Regions from separate parts of the Gossypium hirsutum genome. Here region 1 is linked to region 2. A link is a contact called in public Hi-C data. All regions are on one chromosome and are shown on one strand. Each heading gives the region's core, a stretch centred on a gene start, on an enhancer-like site or on the middle of the called end of the contact. The rest is flanking DNA. Distances are from core to core; before and after follow the strand shown.

Evidence for each region. A called contact is a pair of places that touch in the nucleus more often than the background predicts.
Region 1: a contact with region 2 is called in a Hi-C map of leaf, with 4 times the contacts expected there. The contact joins the enhancer-like site here to the promoter of LOC121212611 in region 2. A contact is called at or near these places in 4 of 34 Hi-C or Micro-C datasets (callus and leaf).

What each region holds. Positions count from the first base shown.
Region 1 is chrA13:108,691,849-108,694,548 of Gossypium_hirsutum_v2.1, reverse strand. No RefSeq gene overlaps it. Among protein-coding and RNA genes, the nearest start is that of LOC107943461, 3.1 kb to the right of the region's middle. Within about 2 kb of position 1,333, at least 3 of the 9 cell types and tissues checked have an H3K27ac peak or open chromatin away from gene starts, as enhancers often do. A contact at or near this core is called in leaf, where this site is marked.
Region 2 is chrA13:108,510,179-108,512,878 of Gossypium_hirsutum_v2.1, reverse strand. LOC121212611 (probable 2-oxoglutarate-dependent dioxygenase AOP1) reads left to right here and starts at 1,443. Exons shown (of 3, transcript XM_041085719.1): 1 at 1,443-2,131; 2 at 2,250-2,568. The coding sequence starts at 1,752.

The DNA of each region.
Region 1 (2,700 bases), core at 84-2,583, 180 kb before region 2:
TGTTTAAAATTGACAATATACACACAATAAAAGAGAATTTAAATAATATATAAAATAAGAAAGGATAGTAAAAATACATAATAAGATATAATCTTAGGAAAAAATGTAACGCCCTAATTTTCGGGAATTCTGAGAATGTTGGCATAGGTTTAATTATGTTAGTGGGCCTCTAGAAGGCCCAAGCTTAAGATAGAACCCGGCAATTTTAGTTAATTTTTGTTCCATAAGAAAAAGGGGGTGAAATTATGAAATAGGACCTATGTGAAAATGTTTGAAAATGCTATAGGCTAAATTGAAGTGGCCAAATAAATAGGAGTGCAAAATAGGAGGATTTGCATGACAAACCTCCCATTTTACATGAAGTGGCCAACCATCATGTTATTGTAGACAAAATGTGCACTTGATATCCATAATTTATGGTACAAATTGATACAAATTGATAATGGGTTAGGTAAATGTTTCATGATAATGGGTTAGGTAAATGTTCCATGATAATGTGTTAGGTAAATGTTCCATGATGGGCATTTCATGTCTTTTGTATTAAAGAATTAAATGGATGAAATATGAAATTTTATTAAAAGAAAAAGTGGTGAAAAGAACAAAGTTTTGTCCATCTTTGTCTATCTTGTAGCTTAAATCTGCTCCATTGCCGATACATGGAGATAAGATTCGCCATCTTTGGTCTGCTCCACTGCAAATTCAGGGAGATAAGACCTGTCACTTCAACCTGTTCCACTGTAACTTTAGGGAGATAAGGTTTGTAATCTTCGATCTATTCCGCTGCAACTTCAGGGAGATAAGATCTAACTTCACCGATGTTACTACACCGTCCTCTGAGACATGTCCTGTAATTCAAAAAAAAGGAATTTAAAATGATATTATAAGAAATGTTATACAAAATGTTAAAATGATATGATATAAAAAGGAATTTAAAAAATAATAATTTTAAAAAATAAAAAAACAAAGTAAACTTATCAAGGTAATTCAAAATGTATAAAAAAAAAGATAAATGCTAAAATGAATTTTAAAAAATAATGAAATATACAAATTGAAATAAAACTTAATTGAAATAAAATCAAATTAGAAGGGATAATTAATAAATAAAATAGATCATTAAAACAAATATAAGGATCAAAACGCAATGCGCGTGAATGTGTGAGGATTGAAAATGTAAATGATCCAAATATCAAAATGCAACGTTTAAGCGCGGATCCAGTTGAATTGGCGCACAAATTCTGGGGAAAAATTAAAAAACAAAGAAATCTGAAGCAGGCCTGATCGCACGCTAATGAGAAAGGAAGGGACCAATCACGAAAATTAACCATTTAAGTTAAAGAGGCACGGATCCGGGCCATGAAACGGGTCAACGCGAGGATCCTCTTGCTCCAAATGGCACCGTTTCATATTCTGTACAAAATCAAGCCTAAAAACCCTTAAATCAAACATTTTCCCATTTTAATAAAATCAGAATGCAGAGAAAAAAACTAAAACCTCTCCCTATTCATTCGGCCGAACCAAAATTCTCACTCAACCACCACTTTTCCTCTGTAATCAGCGGATGGCGTCGAACGAAGGCCTAATCGACTCTGTTCGACTATGAATTTGAGAGTTTTGCCATTCTTAAACCTCACAATCCTTATTTGAGCTTTGATTTTTTCAAAGCAAACGAGGATTCAAAGGCCTTTATCAAGATAAGTATCCTCCTCTCTTTTATTTTTGTTTTTTTTACTCATATAATAACAAAAATCAAAGGGATAAAAGTAAAATGAAAAGAAAAATGAAATTTCCAATTACCTCCTAAAAACTGTTTTTTATTTAAACTTTTGGTATCGATTTTCGTATCTATATCCCTTTTTACAGTAAGCATATTTAGCCTTTTATAACCGAATAAGAAGAAATAAAATAAATAGAAAATAGAAAATAATTTCCTCTAGATGTTTCTGCTATATTTTGCTCTCCTTTGGCTGTGATTATTAGTGCTGTTATTCTATTTTTGTAGGTAAGGAGCCAGTTGGAGGTGATGACGCACGTGGGATGAGGTGTGAAGGACACGCACGTGGGGCTGGCACGGAGGTAGCAGCGGTGCTGGAAGCTGCTGGAAACCAGTTGTTCGACGTAAAATTTTTTTGGTTTGGGTCGCTGGTTGAGGCGATTATTTGAAAACTGATTTTCGATTTTATTAAAAAAGGGAGTCGCCACCGATCTTTTTTCTAGGTGTGATCGGACACCTAATAAATCATCTTTTTTAAAATAAAATTTATTCTCGAACAAAAATGAAGGCCAAATTTGGGTCTACGTGAAAATCAGAGTAAAGTAGGGTTCGGGAGTCGGTTACGCGCGAGGAAGGTATTAGCACCCCCGCGACGCCCAAAATTGGTATCTTGTAAAACACGCGTTGTCTTAATTCTCAAAAATACGAATTCACTTTAACATTTAATCGTGATCTAATTGAAAAATGAGAATTTTTTAGTTTTCGGTTTTTTTAGAAGGGTGTTCCGTTTTTAACACGAGCCGATGAATTTCACCCAACATAGAGATGAAATCAATGACTTAATGTTAAATCGACACGTTGCCTTATTTATTGGAATTAATTTAAAGACATGAATGAAAATATTTCTAGATAAAACAAATAAAAGTAAAAGAAAACTAAAATCGACGTTGCACTATGGTATGAACTACTATGATAAATTCGGGACAGAC
Region 2 (2,700 bases), core at 194-2,693:
TATTTTTTTGATAATTTTTTTCTGACTTATATATATATTTATAATTTTCTAATGAGTTTTGACTATTTTTATGAAAAAAATTAGATTAAAGTATGAACTACCGCGTGTTACTATTTGATTGATTCATCAATTTATTGTAACACTCAACGTAGTTAATAACAAAAACTGTTGACGGCGAACTTAATTGATTATTTTAATTAATAGAAGGAGCTTAATTAAGTACAGATTTAATACACAAGCTTAACTGATTTTTTTTTTTTTGCAATTTCTTAAAGACTTTTTAAACATACAACCCTTAAAATTATTTCCACAGAAATTTAAAATATGTCGTTTTGTTGGAAATAATTAAAATGATTTCCACGCAAAATTAGTTTGTTTTCACACTGGTACAAGGATAAAAATGTGTATTTCTTTTAAATGTATATAGAAATTCATTTGTTTTTAGTTGAATAAAATTTTCCACATGCCAAAATGGAATTTACTACCACGTAAATATCAACATTTCACATTATACATCAAACCAAAACTAGATTCATCGTCTTGAATCTATAAATTTGAACCCTCGTGTTTTTCCTTTTAAATGCAAATATTTATTTTCTTCTATAAATGAAGGAGCTGAGCAGTCAACATCTACATTATCATTACCCAAAGCAAATTCTACACATGAGACAAAAATAATCTCGTTATAGGTTTGGTCATATCTATTTTTTATAACATAATTTTTAAAACTATTCATAGTCTCTCCTTAAACCATAAACAAACCCATATTCTCTTGCATTGACAGTAATACACATATTAATCAAACTAAAATTCAATCGACAAGTTTTAGAAAAATTAAATTACGACAACTTATAAATTTAAAATCAATATCATTATATTATACATTTAATTAAATATTAAATAGAGTTTTAAATTTTCTTAAAAAAAGTAGAGTTTTAAATTTATTCTCTATTTCAAATAAGTAAATAAAATAAAATAAAAGTTGGAATCACAATTTCATGCTACATTATTTTGAGAAATTGGATTCAATCAATATATTAAATTAGACATAAATTAGAGTAAAGGTTGAATATAAGGAATTGGATCGAAAGATTGGTAAATTGATTAAAACTGTTTTTTTTTATATATTTTTAATTTTTATAATTTATTTAATAGAATATGATAAATCAATCCAACTAATTAAATAAAAACTTAATGGTTTGGTTGACTCAGCCACGAATAAGATTTTGAAAACTATGGTGCCTGCCTTGCAGAGCATGGCATTGCAGGGCGAGAATTTGATATAAAAAATGGACAGCGGATAGAGTAGACGTCCATCAGGTGGTTCTTTCGTCATTTTAAGTATGAAACTGTTTTCTTCTAGCTGGCTTTGTTTACTTTGACTATATGTAGTTTTCTTGAGTAGACAAAAAAAGAATGGACTTATTTCTTTATTTTTCGCACTGTGGAAATATGAAAATTAGATGTGAAAAGATAAATAAAACTCGAGTATTATTTCCTTTTATTTCCATTTTTTTAATCCATGAAGCTTGAATTCAATCTCCTTTTTTATATGTATTAAGCAGCGTATAAAGTTTGCTTTGACCAGAGCCACCTCCTTCGTTTTGCTTGGATATTTCGCTTTGCCCGCTACCATTGGGAAAAAACTATAAATAGACGTAAACCCCAACCCAAAGAGAAACCAAGTTAGTTTACAAGCTGATTTAGTTTAAGAAAACATTTCCTTAGAGCATAAAAGAAAATTTACGAACATGCCGGGTGTCAATCCTGAAATTGAGTTCCCAGCCATTGAGTTCCGTTCATCGGATTTGAAGCGAGGAACCGAAGGGTGGAACCGTTTGTGCAAGAGGGTTCAACGGGCTTGTGAGACTTTCGGTTGTTTCGAGGTGGTATACGAAAAGGTATCCACGAAACTTCGAGAGGATGCGTTTGGGTTGATGAAAGAAATGGTTGAGCTCCCAGTGGAGACGAAGCAGAAGAATAATAGTCCCATGCCTTACCATGGTTGGGTTGGACCTTGCAAGCAGGTTTCTGTGTTGTATGAAGGCTTTGGAGTTGGAGATGCCTCCAACTATGACTCTGTTAAAAGTTTTGCTCAACTTATGTGGCCTAATGGTCACCCACACTTTTCGTAAGAAAAATCCTTTTACCTTTCTAATTCTGTGGGTTGGGTTGTTCTCGAATCATTTCTGGTTCGAGTTGAGTGAGTTTGAATTATTGACTTTTTTATTTTGATATTTTATTTTCAGTGACACTATTCATACCCTAGCGACGCAAATGGAGGATTTGAACAAGTTAATTTGGTTAATGTTAATTGATAGTTATGGATTAGGGGATGACTCATTGAAGATGAACTACACAACGTTAGTGCGGATGATGAAATATATGGCCCCTCCGCCAGGGGAGTATGAGAGAGGACTCTTTGCTCATACTGATAAACCAGTAAGCACACTCATTTGTGAGGATCAAATTTCAGGGCTGGAAATTGAGGTCAATGATGGTCAATGGATCAAGCTGACTAATTTATCTCCTTCTTCCTTTGTATTTGTGGTTGGAGATCCTCTCAAGGTATATATATACGATTAATATTTGTTATTTATTTTTTTTAAAATTTAACATAAATAATGTATGTGAATAAAACATAAGAGTTAGAATTAAGTTAAATGAATTTTTGCCTTTTTCTTTTGTTGGGTGGGGGTG